Regions from separate parts of the Sus scrofa genome. Here regions 2, 3, 4 and 5 are each linked to region 1. A link is a contact called in public Hi-C and HiChIP or PLAC-seq data. All regions are on one chromosome and are shown on one strand. Each heading gives the region's core, a stretch centred on a gene start, on an enhancer-like site or on the middle of the called end of the contact. The rest is flanking DNA. Distances are from core to core; before and after follow the strand shown.

The links. Hi-C and Micro-C count contacts between places; a contact is called where the count stands out from the background. HiChIP or PLAC-seq counts read pairs in DNA pulled down with a chosen protein or histone mark.
Region 2: a contact with region 1 is called in an H3K27ac HiChIP or PLAC-seq map of alveolar macrophages. The contact joins the promoter of ECD here to the promoter of MCU in region 1. A contact is called at or near these places in 1 of 47 Hi-C or Micro-C datasets (heart right ventricle) and 1 of 2 datasets of contacts at active chromatin or transcription factors (alveolar macrophages).
Region 3: an H3K27ac HiChIP or PLAC-seq map of alveolar macrophages shows a contact between it and region 1. The contact joins the promoter of P4HA1 here to the promoter of MCU in region 1. A contact is called at or near these places in 1 of 5 promoter capture datasets (fetal liver), 1 of 47 Hi-C or Micro-C datasets (heart right ventricle) and 2 of 2 datasets of contacts at active chromatin or transcription factors (alveolar macrophages and skeletal muscle).
Region 4: a contact with region 1 is called in a Hi-C map of liver, with 4 times the contacts expected there. The contact joins the promoter of DNAJB12 here to the promoter of MCU in region 1. A contact is called at or near these places in 3 of 5 promoter capture datasets (fetal liver, fetal skeletal muscle and liver), 9 of 47 Hi-C or Micro-C datasets (embryonic fibroblasts, fetal heart ventricle, fetal skeletal muscle and 4 more) and 2 of 2 datasets of contacts at active chromatin or transcription factors (alveolar macrophages and skeletal muscle).
Region 5: an H3K27ac HiChIP or PLAC-seq map of alveolar macrophages shows a contact between it and region 1. The contact joins the enhancer-like site here to the promoter of MCU in region 1. A contact is called at or near these places in 7 of 47 Hi-C or Micro-C datasets (embryonic fibroblasts, fetal skeletal muscle, liver and 2 more) and 2 of 2 datasets of contacts at active chromatin or transcription factors (alveolar macrophages and skeletal muscle).

The regions. Positions count from the first base shown.
Region 1 is chr14:75,517,134-75,519,867 of Sscrofa11.1, forward strand. MCU (calcium uniporter protein, mitochondrial) reads left to right here and starts at 1,400. Exons shown (of 8, transcript XM_001925826.6): 1 at 1,400-1,595. The coding sequence starts at 1,446.
Region 2 is chr14:75,991,200-75,993,933 of Sscrofa11.1, forward strand. It overlaps ECD (protein ecdysoneless homolog), which reads right to left and starts at 1,423. Exons shown (of 13, transcript XM_005671096.3): 1 at 1,280-1,423. It overlaps FAM149B1 (protein FAM149B1), which reads left to right and starts at 1,458. Exons shown (of 13, transcript XM_013983338.2): 1 at 1,458-1,706. The coding sequence starts at 1,660.
Region 3 is chr14:75,917,565-75,920,298 of Sscrofa11.1, forward strand. It overlaps P4HA1 (prolyl 4-hydroxylase subunit alpha 1), which reads right to left and starts at 1,338. Exons shown (of 15, transcript NM_001097435.1): 1 at 1,258-1,338. It overlaps NUDT13 (nucleoside diphosphate-linked moiety X motif 13), which reads left to right and starts at 492. Exons shown (of 12, transcript XM_021074324.1): 1 at 492-854.
Region 4 is chr14:75,188,773-75,191,506 of Sscrofa11.1, forward strand. It overlaps DNAJB12 (dnaJ homolog subfamily B member 12), which reads right to left and starts at 1,337. Exons shown (of 9, transcript XM_013983329.1): 1 at 1,322-1,337; 2 at 766-1,191. The coding sequence starts at 898.
Region 5 is chr14:75,211,485-75,214,218 of Sscrofa11.1, forward strand. All of the region lies in intron 10 of MICU1 (mitochondrial calcium uptake 1), which reads right to left. Among named protein-coding and RNA genes, the nearest start is that of DNAJB12, 23 kb to the left of the region's middle. Within about 2 kb of position 1,422, at least 9 of the 83 cell types and tissues checked have an H3K27ac peak or open chromatin away from gene starts, as enhancers often do. A contact at or near this core is called in alveolar macrophages, where this site is marked.

The DNA of each region.
Region 1 (2,734 bases), core at 150-2,649:
AGGGACAAGGGAGAAGGGGAAATGGCACAGCATGGGTCAGTACATAAAATGCAGATGGGATAAATATAGATGGGTGGAAAATGATTGTGAGCAAAGTTGCTCCAGGAATGTCACAGATTTCCAGCTAGGGGGATTAGTGTGTGCAGCTGTTGAATGGGGGGCTTATCTCATCCCTGAGCTCTCAAGTTCCACTGTTGAGCAATAAATGCCTTTTGGGTGAGTGTGGTATGAGTGTCTCACCTGGAGAAGCCAATCATCTTACTGTTCTGGGGTGGGGTGGAAGGATTAAACAAACCACAAGCTTGACGTCATTATTTAACTACTGTTGGCCAAAAAAGTACCATTTCAGTCCAAATTTAAAGAATACTATGAGAATAAGTGGCACAATAAAATTATGTGTGTGTATTGTGTTTGTTTCAACTTTTTCTCCTTAGGCTGCTCTAAAAAGATGTTTCCCCAAATTTAGGACTTTTATATGCTTACCAAACTGTTTTCCTGAGTCTGATTTTAAAATCAGGTGTGAGCCTTAAGTAGTTTATAATAATAAGCAGCAAGGACATTCTCTTCTAGGGAAATTCAAGAACCTCAAATCTCCTTTCTTTCATAGTCTTAAGTAAGCTATCATTATGAGCTTGTTTCTGTGGAAAGAAGTATTTTTCAGGAGAAAGAGTTATTCTAAATTATGAAAATTTATTAAAATAACCTTTACGTGGTTTTTATTACATTACCACCATGTTGTTTCTATAGTTTAATAAGTGGTAAGAAAATAGAAGGTTGCTTCTGGAGAGTGTAAGAATATCAGTATAAAGGTGCTGTAAAAGTGGAATGAGTATCTGAAATGCATACAGTTCTATTAATTCACTCTGATAATATGTACTTATCCTGGGACTTTGGTATCAATCATTCTTCTCCTCCGTACTATGCTACATATTACAGTCATTAGATCACCCCATGAGGTGGGGTTAATTTCAGCGTATCCAAATACCAGTTATGAGTGATAATTCTGGGTGTGTCCTTGAAGTTCCAGCACATCTAGCTAATGATTACTAATTTGGTGCCTATTTTGCCAACTTAAAACACTCACGAAGTACAAAGCTTTGCAAAAACATCCATTTCCTCGGTTACCCTTTTCATAACTGTATCCTTGGTGAAGATTAGCCGAATCGAACATGCCATCCCTATCGCTGCTATTCTGAGGGGCTCGGATGCCAATTACCGGCTCCCTTGTATTTGCCCGTAATTGACTATCCCACAATAGGTAACTCTGGAAGTGACAGGCAATCTCTAGTGTGGTTCTCCCGCCGGTCGATTGGGCCTTGCAAGAAGCCCCGCCTCGTCAACTCAGTCAAGGGCGCCAGTTGGCCCGGCATGGGTGAGTGGCGGGTCCTAGCTCCGCCCCGGCCGTCCGCTGCGCTGCCTGGGCCGGCGCCGTTTCCAGTTGAGAGATGGCGGCCGCCGCAGGTAGATCGCTCCTGCTGCTCCTCTCCTCCCGGGGTGGCGGCGGGGGAGCCGGCGGCTGCGGAGCGCTGACTGCCGGCTGCTTCCCCGCGCTGGGCGTCAGCCGCCACCGGCAGCAGCAGCAGCACCACCGGACGGTGAGCGAGCGCGCCCCGCGGCTCTGGGGAGGGCGGGGCGGCGCTGGTGTGTGGGAGCCGCCGGCAGGCAGGCCGCCGGGGCAGCGGGCGAGTTACCTCAACTCGCGGCCGCTCCCGAGGTTGCCGGGCACCAAGGAGCCGCTGTGCCCTTCAGGCTCCTGCGGCGGCAACCGGGAAAAAGGGGAGGGCGGAGGAAGCCTAGAGGAGGAGGAGGAGGGGCGACGGCGGGGATGTTCCCGCAGGACCGGGGACACCAGGGCGGGGAAGGGACGGGACTTGAACCTCTCCCTGACCCGCCCCCGATGTCGGTCCCTCCCTCCTTTTTCCTTAACAGCTTTGCCCCATTGCTCCCGAACTGAGCCCCGTGCAAAGTTGTCCCCCTTCTCTCCTCCTCCAGGCGGGTTGGGGTGCCCTGAGTTGCCGCGGCTGCCTTGTGTATGTGTCAGGAGAGTGGCAGTGCCATGCTACTGGGAACCGTTCCCCGGAGGGCAACCCAGGACCCAGCGGGGCCGCTCCCTCGTTCTTTCTCAGCCCTTGGAGAATGGACAAGACGGAAAATCAAACTTTATCCCCCTCTGTGACTTCCTGCTAGTGGGCTTGGGGAACAGCACGCTTGCGATGGATGCTGCATTGCTCAGGAGGCAAGCTTCATCCCTCTCAGGTCCTTAAAGGTCCTCGTGGTCCTTTTGGAGGGCTGATTTATAAGCTTGTTAACGCGTGCCTGAAGAAGGAGGGGTGGGCAGCAGGCAGAGGGGAAAGTGAGTATGACAAGTTGTTCACAGAGGCAGGGATTTGGTGGTTGTATTAACCAGTTATTGCTGGATTTCATTGGCTGGCAACGCACGGGAGTTTCTATTTGAACAATCTTCTTTGGGTGTGTGTGTGTGTGTGTATTTCTTTTTCAGTTGCAAGAGATCAACTTGGCATGGAGTTCTTGACCTAACAAGTCAGCAGGTTCTCTTCCTTTGGACTTTCTAGACCCGTATTGTTGGTCTCTGGCCGACTCCAAGAGAAAGACTGTAGGTTTTATTTCCTAGGGCGAGGGTGTATAGTGTGGCAATAAGAGAATCACTGCAGACAGCCTAATAGCAGATACTAGTACCTTCAGCCCTCAACAGATAACATCCACCTGTCTTGTT
Region 2 (2,734 bases), core at 173-2,672, 470 kb after region 1:
TTTTGCCTTGACCACATACCAATTATAGCATTTAATTAAAATTCTTTCAATGACATTTTTATACTTACAATTATATGAAAGCAACTTTTGATACAATACAGTAAATGGAAATCTAGTACTGCATTCCCAAGTTAATAAGCGTGTAAAAATGAAATAAAAAATGTTTGCCTTTGCACTAATAGTGGTGCATGTAACACACGGTCAGAAACAATGCAATAACATCTCTTGAAATATTGACAAAAATTCCAGTTCTGCCACTGGTCCTAGTTGTGTCATTCTGGGCATTTCATTTTCTCTTTCTGGGGCTTCCCCCTAATTGTAGAATGAGAATGTTATTTTATCATTTCTAAAATCCGTCTCTACTTTCCTCCCTTCATCCTCTTCTCCCTCTCTTTCTCTCTCTTTACTTTCTTTCTTTCTTTCTTTTCGTTCGTTCGTTCTTCCTTTCTTTCCTGCCATGCCTGTAGCATGCATAAGTTCTCAGGCCAGTGACTGAACCCATGACACAGCTGTATTTAACCTCCTGAGCCACCAGGGAACTTCTTCCCTGAATTTTTATTGTTTAAACACTCTTAAGAGTAATCTCCCTTACTCTGCAGAATTTAAATCTTTCCCCTTGTACATCATGGGTGAATTCAAAACTACAAAACATTTATATCCTATCATTTCACCCCAAAATAATCTGCCCATGGCTCTTGATCCTACAACAACCCGTCCCAAACCACCGCCCTCCGCCCCTTTTCAGGTCTCAGAGGGTATAAATAACTGTTTTCTAAGGATTTCCCTTACAGACAAAAGTACTAGCTTACTATTGCTGCCAGGTGAGGCTTGTTAAAGAAAGATATTGCACTGGATGGTCCACTTTAAGGCTGTGATTCGATTTTCAGGCTTATTTGGTTTTCCAAGGAACTAATAAAACTAAGTCGAGAGGAACTTGCATCTTCTATCCAGACACTCACTACAGTCCAGATTGACAGATAATAAATACTCACCCACCCCAGAATGCCAAGCACACCTTATTATGAAGAATTTAGTGTCAGGCTAGAAGGGACTTTGAGATCACTCAGACTGACTCCACACTGTACATATGAGGAAACCGGGAGCACGGCAGGAGAAGCAACCAAGCAGCTGAGGCCGGACTAGGTTCTAGCGCTCTTTACTCAAAACAAGGGTCCCTTCTTCATCCAACAAAATGAAGCCAATTTCGCTTCCAGTTCTAAAGCCTGGGCCTCTTCCTCACGTCCCTGCTGCGGCACCTTTCCTCAGCCTTCTCTCCTACCTCGTGGGCTGCCAGCAGCAGCCAAAGCCCGGCTCTGACTGGATCCACACGCTTGTCTAGGACCTGAAGCCAGCGGAAACTTAAGTCAGAAACCGGCTCAGCTCCGGAACTCCCAGCGTCGCCTTTGCTAGGTGTCGGCGGGAGTATTAGGCGGCTGCACCTGTGCGTTCGTCACTTCCGCCCCCACGGGGAAACAGGGAGGGGAGAGGACTGGAGAGGTGGGGATCCTGGGGTGGTGGCGGTCCGGAGTCTAGGAGACGGGGCGTGACGGGGCCGGAAGGTGGCGGGAGGGGGCCGAGCCGGAGCTGGCGGGAGGGCCAGGCCCGGAGGCCCCCACCCTGGCTTGGCCGCCCCGGCCGCGGCTGAGGAGGAAGAGGAGGATGATCTCCAGATACACACGGAAGGCGGTGCCTCAGAACTTGGAGCTGTGAGTGGACTGCTCAGCCACCCAGCTGGGGCCGGGGGAAGCCGTGGCGGGCCGCAGGCGCTCTGGGGACCCTCCTTGACCAGTCCCTTGCTCCTTTTTCTTTCCCAGGGCGAGGGAAAGAAAAAATTCTTTGAAATTTTCTCCTCCTAGCCTTGCCGGACGTTGCCCCTCCAGACCTCCATCTCCAGCTAAGAGCGTGTTACCAGTGCAATCCCAGGACTTGACCCTCTTGGGCTGCACTCCCGGGGCTCAGGAACTGGGTTTCCTAAGGCATTTGTAGTTTCCGTTGTGTTCCATGCCCCACTTTCCATGGCCACTAACAACTCGTGAAGTTATTAATAACTGAGTCCTACAATAAAGTTGAATACGTCTAAAGCCAAACACCCTGCGAAGCGCTTACATGCATTAGCTTACTTAATCCTATCAATAAGGATACCAGATAGGAACTCTTATTTTGTACTTCCTACAAGATAAAGATCCCAGATCTGAAGGTTGTATCGTGCCAAAGATCACACAGCTAGGTGGTGATGGAGCTGAAGTATAGACCCGTTATCAGTCTGATTCTGAAGTTTGTGGTCATAACCATTACATACTGTCTCCCCACCTCTGCGTTGAAGAGTCAGAATCCTCAGGATCAGGTTTGCTTTTGAGACTTTAGAGAACAGATATTTCCAGCTTGAACAACTTAGTGAAGTGTTGTAATTTAGGAAGTAATGATAATGTCATACATTTATTAATGCTTTACACTTTCAGAAACTTTCACATCTTAATCTTTAAGATGGATATGACCATCTTCAATTTTCAGCAGAGGAAGTATCAGAAAGGTACACATCTTAAGATTATATAACCAATAGGTTTTTGAGCTTGGGCTTTTTAACCCCAAATCCCAGTTGTTGTTTTTCTCCACTAAGGTATGTAATTTTAGCAACCATACATTTATTAATTAAATATTAATTATATATGGTAATAACAGCTATGGTATTTTCAGTCACACCTGGGTTTCTGGTTAGACTCTTTTCTAGCCTTCT
Region 3 (2,734 bases), core at 88-2,587, 400 kb after region 1:
ACCTGTATCAAAAAAAAAAGAGCCTAAAGTTGATGAAAGAACACTGCTGCCACGTCTTTCCCTTCCCCCACTCAGAAGTGACTATTTCATCCCTTCAGAGTGCATTCCAAGGGAAAGTCCAAGAGCCACAGCTCTTAGAGAAACAAGAAACAGTTAAGTTGAAACTGGCAAGCCTCGTTGGCCTTTTAGATCAATTCCTAAAAGGAAATCTAGGTTCTTCGTCCCTTAAAGCAAACAGTGCAAAATTCCAAGAATCTTCTCCACTCTGTCGGAACGCCAAAGACGTTAGTGTCTAAAAACTGAACTGTATTTAATACATTCGATGACTGAGGAGAAATAGTCTCATACTTATGATACCACTCTTCCTCCCCCTTAAAACATACATCTGGGGGCCATTCGCTTAACTCAAAGTTCTCGCACAAACACAGAATTCGATTTCCTGATGGACTTTTAAAAGCATCAGATTCTGCTGTGAAAGAGCAGAGGGGGGTGGGGAGGGAGAGAAGCTCATGTACCTTTAAAATTTTTATGTGGCAGAAGGAAGGAAGAAGACTAGCTTCCCGGTTGACTGAGAATCTGACAGCCGACTTCCCTACCCAGCCGCCCGAAACTCGCCGCCCGGGGCTACGTCTAACTGCTCGGGCTGCACCGCTGCGCGCAACAGATGAGCCTGAACTTCCCCGGGTATGTCCGCTTCCTAGACCCGACAACTCTTCCGCGGGGTAAAAACGCCCGAGTGCTTCGGCGTGAGCTCTAAGCTTTAAAATCAGTTCTCCACTGCCACATGCTAACCATCTGCTGATTTGGAGGCCGAAAACCGTCGCGTACCCGTCAGCTTTGCAAGCGAGGACCAGGTAAGAGTGGAGCTCGGGAAAATCAACAGGGTTACCCCTCCTCGGGAAGGAATATTCAAGAAAGTACTGGTTCCCGGGGCGGAGACAGAGGCTGCCGCAGCCCCAACAGTCGGGGACGCCAATCTGGGAGGAGGTGGGAAGGGGAGCACCGAGGAGGGCGGAAGGGCCTCTGGGACAACCAGGAGGCGCGGGGCGCTGGACCTGGGGAAGGTACAGAGGAGAAGGTACTGCGGTAGTAAACCAGGGAACCCCTGCCCCCGAGCCATCCCACCAGAGAGGGCAGGGACCAGACCCCCCAGAGCCATCCGAGAAGGGCCGCGGCTGCCCAAGAACTTCAGCCTCAGTAGCCAACGACTACCCAAGGACTTCATCCTCATTCTCCAAGGTCGGAGAAGCGTCTCACCTGAGAAGTGGCAGGGGAGGGCTGCGCGTTCTCCAGTCCTCGACCGCCTTCAGTCAAGCCGGCTCCCTTCTCTAAGCCCGCTGGTGGCTTGACTGGGCAGCAGAGGGAGCCAGTTAGCCCTTTTATAACCTCTAGGCCGCGACGGCAGCGCTAGGGAGGAGGCAACTGCAACCCTCGCTACGTGAGCTCGATCACACCAGCGCCCAGGCGTTTGCGCAGGCGCCCAGCCCAGGCCCTCGCCCCCACCCTTTGCCCACGTCCCACGCCCCAGACTCCCCACCAGCTGGTGAAGTCCGGAGCCGAGGGGAGGGGCCGGCGGGCGGGCGTGTGGTGTAGCGCGCCTGCGCAGGGTCCTCGCCACGCCCTTGTTACCGTGGTTACTCCGGATTTGCCCCACTCCTTTCAACAGGTTGTTTAGCGCCTGGGTTACGCCATCAGCCTCAGGCTGGGACGTCGGAACTCCCAGCAGGGAACTATATTAAATATAAGAATAAGAACATGGGAGTAGAAAATAAGGCAGAAAAGAAGAATCGGGTGGAAAATAACACCGTACCTCATGTCTTGGTATCTCAGCTGTCTTGGTCCTGAGGCTTTTTACTTTACGAACCTCCTTCCTTCACCTACACTCATATGTACCTCGCTCTATCGCTTATCTTTATACTTTATCACTAGATAGTGCACTGCACGCTCTGGAAATTTTCTGGGTTCACTTCCCAGCTCAGTCTCGTAAAACTCTGGGCATTAACTTCTCTGTATCTCAGCTTCCTCTTTTGCAAAATGCGAATGACGTTAGGTAACTCTTAGGATTGTTATGAGAATTAAATAATGTGCGTAAAGCATTTAGCACATGCCTAGCACACAGAAAGGGTTTGGTAAATATTAGATTGTGTTATAGCATGTGAGGAATCCAGTGTTGTGTTTGGTCATAGTCCAACCTTTGTCTTAGTCATTATCGTCCTAAAAGAAAGCTTTAGTATCAGGCAGCAGACAATGAAGGAGAAAGGGAAGAAAGCGAAAGTGTCCGTGAAAGAGAAGACTTGTCTCAGACTTGGTAATCATTAAAAATTGTTTTTTCTAAAGTTTTCCATGAATGCTAAAAAGCATAGCAATAGTTAACATTTAACTCTTATCTAGGAGTTGGGGTTGATTATTACAGATACAGCAATAGTCAAAGAGGGGGTACTTTTCAGAACCCTAGGGAACATAATATAGTGATATAGTGACCCACTAATCAGCAGTTCTTAAAGTGCGGTCTCCAGGTTCACAGGGCAAAATTATTTCATACTGAATCGAAAAACAATGGAATTTTCCAGAGACTACATGTCCTGTGATAGTGCAACAGATTGCATGCAGAAGAATGAGAATCTTCTATTAGGCTAGATACTAAAGAAATTTGCAGAAATGTAAAATGTCATTCTTCTCACCAAATTCTTTTTGCTCTGAAAAATGGTTATTTTTCATTAAAAAATGTTATTTA
Region 4 (2,734 bases), core at 87-2,586, 330 kb before region 1:
CAATAACCCTGACTTCTGGGCTAAAGCCATAAAATCCCTTGCCATCCCCTCTCAGGTCAGGAGATAGTTCTGAGGCATTAGGCTGCTGTGTCCTCCTTTGCCTGGCAAAGCAATAAAGCTGTTCTTTCTCTTCCTCAAAACTCTGTCTCCTGTCTCCAAGACTTAACTGGTGCAGGTGTACAGAGGCCGCATTTTCAGCCACAGTCACAGGGCAGACTGTGTGGAATGGGAAGAAGGTAGGCTCTCGTTTGGGGAGGGTGATCCCTGGCCCTCCCCGGGTGAGAAAATATGGAGACGCTTTTTCAGGCCGATCGAAGGTCGGAAGTCCTCTTTCCCTCTCTAGAACCTATTCTCTCCGTCAGAGGAGTTGTTTATTTTCCTAAACTATAATATTTCCCAAACCGGCAACTGGCTCCCAGCCACCGAATGGCCCCTTGGGAAAAGTAGTTCAATTTCGCTTCCAGGTAAGTTCCTTTCGTCCCACCTGCCAGCGCCTCTCATTCTTGGGAACTCCAAATCTCAGAGGGGTCCGCAAGCCCCAGGAAAGCTGACGTCGCTGTGGCCCCTCTCATTAGGTGTCCAGCATCCCAGAGAAGTGGGAGAGCCGAACACTACACCTCCCAGCGGCCACCGCGCGTCTCAGTACGCAGGCGTAGCCGCGCCTCGCCACCCCTCCCCCTCCTCCAACTGATCCCGTCGGTCCGTTCCCATATTCCCCCCATCAGTTCTAATGTCCCCTCTGTGTCTCCGGCACCTCACACTCACCGCGAACTCGCGGGGTCGGGTACAGCCGCTGCGCCTTCTCCAGGAAGCGGAGCGCCCTGTCATGCTGGTTGCTCTGGATGGCCTTGAGGGCGATGCTAATACAGCGCTCGGCTTCATCCTTGTTAGATTCCATGGCGGAACCAGAGCGCGGAACCAGGGAGGGGGAGGCCGGGGAGCGAAAGGCTGAGCCAGCTGCTGGCGCGTCTCGGGGCAGGCTGTCGCAGGATGGTGACGTAACCCTCTGCCCCCTCCTTTTCCGAGATTAGTGCGAGATTTTGAGCGAAGGAGGAAGTGCTACCGTATGTCTTCTAAGAGGGGGACGTGTAGCAGAAGCGCTAAGTGTGCACAACCACATTCCTGGAGCCCAAAGGAGTCGTATTCAGAGGTCTTCAAGTATTGTATTTTTGCATGTTCTTGGTAGTAACTCTGTGTATTTGAGATGAAGGTGGCTTATTTATTTATTCATTCAGCGGATATTTATTGAATACCCGCTATTTGCCATGCTAAGTACAAGGCAGCGGTGAAAAAACAAAGCCCTTGCCCTCAGGGAGCTTACCTTCCAGTGTGTGTAGCCGGGTGGGGAGACATCCAATAAAGAGATAGAGTCCAAGCGTGATAAATGCTATGAAGAAAAAAAAAGACAATATAAAGAAATAAAGAGATTGAGAGTGGAAGGTGCAAAATAGCCTGATCAGATAAATCTTCTCCCAGAAGCGGTTATTTTAATAGAAATCTGAATTCAAGAAAGAGAGAATAGGTATTCCAGGTGTTAAGTCACCTGGAAGAAAGGTGGTCCAGGCAGAAGGAAAAGCAAATGCACCACAGCTCACGGCAACGCTGGATCCTTAACCCACTGAGCGAGGCCAGGGATTGATGGAACCCGAATTCTCATGGATAGTAGTTGGGATTATTACCACTGAGCCACAATGGGAACTCCTAAGAATCCATTTTGGCTTAAGCCAATTTGTGATCTAAGCCTGGCTGCAATGCTGGCCCTTGAACAGGTCTCAGTCATTAAAGATCTTAAGGGAGGGAATGAAGAAACTGGGGAGGATTAGTCAAGGAAAAAATGGTGCAGCCTTGGGGTAGGGTCCTGGTTTTGAAACCCTGTATAAGATCTTGAGTCCTTGGAGTTCCCGTTGTGGCTCAGTGGTTAACGAATCCAACTAGGAACCATGAGGTTGCGGGTTTGATCCCTGGCCTTGCTCCGTGGGTTAAGGATCTGGCGTTGCCTTGAGCTGTGATGTGTGTCGCAGACGCAGCTTGGATCCTGCATTGCTGTGGCTGTGGTGTAGGCCAGCAGCTACAGCTCCGATTCGACCCCTAGCCTGGGAACCTCCATATGCCATGGGAGTGGCCCAAGAAATGGCAAAAAGAAAAAAAAAAAAAAAAAATCTTAAGTCCTTGTGTTTTGAAGGAAAAGACTTTTCCTTTAGCCTTGGTCTTAAAAGGCTAACACAAGAGTTAATGATTAAGGGAGTTCCCATCATGGCTCAGTGGTTAAAGAACCCAGCTAGTATCCATGAGGACATGGGTTCAACCCCTGACCCCGTTCAGTGGGTTAAAAATCTGGCGTTGCTGTGAGCTGTGGTCGCAGACATGGCTCGGATCGCACGTTGTTGTGGCTGTGGTGTAGGCCTACAGCACCTATTCGATCCCTAGCCTGGGAACCTCCACATGCTGTGGGTATGGCCCTAAAATGACAAAAGAGAAAAAAAAGAGTCAATGATTAGGAAATATTATTATAGATAAAAACTAGTTAAAATAGTCTTCATGATGTCATGCCCTGCCTTGGCCCACACACTTACTCTTAACTAGCTTTTCACAAAGGATCTAGTCCTTGCTTAATTGCTTTCTTTTACTAACGGTTACTTTTTAGTTAGAGTTATATTGCATTTAGTGTTCTTTTTTGTAATTGGAACACCCCCCACCACCCCTTCCCTGTAAGCAATCTTCATTCCAGAGGGAA
Region 5 (2,734 bases), core at 172-2,671, 310 kb before region 1:
AAAGAAAGGACAGGGAGGTGGGGGACCAGGAGGCTTGTCTGAGTGCAGTGAGGCCTCGCTCGCCAGTCACTGATTGACAGCGGGGAACCTGCTTGGCTGAGCAGCTGAGCTGCCACTCCTCCCAACAGGTTTTTCATCGCTATTTTGTCTTTTCCAACTCCGCCCGTTGGGAGAAGCAGTGGCCCCCATCCCACTAGATCAGTATACAGCCTTTTTTTTTTTTTTTCTCCTAAACCTGAGCAGAAAATCTCTTCTCCTGCCATTTTCTCTTTCTCTGACATTTACTGTTAAACACTAGCAATTATGTGAGAATTAGGTTTTCACAAAAAAACAAACCAGGAAGGACGAGGCAATTTCCTCTGCCTTCTCTGCCATTTATCCTCAAGCCTGACCCAACTACATCTATACATTATGTTACGGCTTAGAGGCACACACTCTCTCTCTCTTTTTTTTTTTTGCTTTTTAGGGCCACACTTGAGGCATATGGAAATTCCCAGGCTAGAGGTCAAATCAGAGCTACAGCTGCCAGTCTATACCACAGCTAGAGCAACGTGGAATCAGAGGCCCATCTGCGACCTACACTAACGGCTCATGGCAACACCAGATCCCTGATCCACTGAGCAGGGCCAGGGATCGAACCTTCATCCTCATGAATACTAGTCGGATTCCTTTCCGCTACACCACAATGGGAACTCCCAGACACACTCTTAAGTCAGGTAAACCACAGAGGAAAGAAAAGGATGAATTTCTATTTTTTTTTTTTTTTGGTCTGTTCTAGGGCCACACCTTCGGCATATGGAGGTTCCCAGGCTAGGGGTCCAATTGGAGCTGCAGCTGCCAGCCTAGGCCACAGCCACAGCAACTCGGGATCCTTGACCCACTGAGCAAGGCCAGGGATCAAACCCGAAACCTCATGGTTCCTAGTTGGATCCGTTAACCACTGAGCCATGAAGGGAACTCCGAATTTCTATTTATGAATCAACTAGCAACAAAGTGTTCTCTATAAACCTCAGGTCAGAGTCTTCCAGAAGCAACGTGAACTTAAAGTCAGTGTGCCTTCTTTGCTTATTTCATTCCTATAATTTCAGTTCTTCCTTGTTATTTTTTTCTGCATTTGATCTTTCACTTTCTCTATTGCCTCCATGTATTCACCACCATGTCCCCAAGGTCAGCTGATACAAATGCCAGAGCAATGCAGAGCATGGTGACACAGCAGGCAAACTGTGCTCACTGTCACAAGACTTGAGCTCTAGTTCTGCCTCCACCAACTTGCTGTGTGACCCTGATGGAGGAGGTGCCTGCTCTCTTTAGATTTAATTTTCTCATCTACAAATGAGGAGATGACGCAAGATAACTGCTGAGGTGGCTTAGTAGAGCAAAGAATTGTTTATGCGATTCTTCTAGAATCTGAGGGTGAGGAATGGGGTGGAGGTATGCAGAAACAGCTGAGGTCTTTTGCAGTGAAGGGTAGAGGAAAGATAAAGAGGTCACAAGCTGGGCTGTGTCTTAGTGTTCACAGCCTTGGCTGGAGGGAAACTCGGCTGCTCAGAAAGGTAGGAAGAGCTGGATTCCCCATCCTGTAGCTTCAGGTTACTGTTCATATCAACCTTCCTCCTGGGATGTGAGTTACCGTGAAAGGGGAATCAAGATCCTTTGGAACCAAAAGACTTAAGCAGAATATATTATTGTGTGGATGTGCACAAGATGTGGTTAAGTGCTGACAGGGGAGATGGGGCCTCTACAAAGACTGAGGAAGTTCTAGGTTTTAGAAAAAGCCTCGCAGCGCTAGATACTTGATTCAGCTGGCTCATGAAGAACTGATTCCTGCTAATAACCAAACTGCCCGGGGAAGGAAGAGAAACCAGAAGGCCAATTTACAAGGAAAATAGTAACTGCTACGAGAACTAACATGATGACAGCTGGTCATTATACTTCTCAGTAGGAAAATCTACTAAGGAAACTCAGTTCATCTCAGAAGATTGCTCAGTGAAAAGGGAATCACATCAGAAGATACCGGATGCACTCAAACTGTGATCATCTAATGAATTACCCTCGGGGCCACAGAACAATGTCCTGAGAAGTGGCTCAAAACCTGTTTTGTGTTAGATAAACACAGATGCTTTATGGTAACTATTCTTTTTTCTGCATTTCACAGCAATCTCACACTTTTATTACAACTGATAACTACCCCTCTTTTTCTCTTTCCCAGTGCCATTCTCTCAGGGCACAGAGCTTATTGCCAACACCTCTGGATATTGCAAGTGCCCATCCTTTTCCCCATGAAGATAGACCCTTCCCTCTAACTAAACCATTAACTAAATAGTATCCAAGAGTATCAGGGAGAGCTCTTGGAATTTTTTAGTGAAAAGCTCATTAAAGTGGTATTAAGTAATTGCAGAGTGGGGACTTCTGGAAGCCACTGGCAGGAATGCCTCATTACAAATGCCATCTCTTGACAGAACAGTTACAGATTATGTTCCATCTCACACACAGGGGGGCTCTGACACCATCTGTACTATAGGAGGAAAAACCAGGGCTGCTCAGTTATTGTAACTCAAACCACTGGGGTGTTACCAGCCAACAAAGAGCCTAGCTGGGGTGCCCTTTCACAGTTCAAGATCTTCAGATAGGCCCCCAGGGTGTGAATCAAAGCAGTGGAGGAAATAAACTAAACCAGCTGGTGAGCTGTCCAGCTGGGGACACTTGGGACAAGTAGGATGACAGCAGATTACAA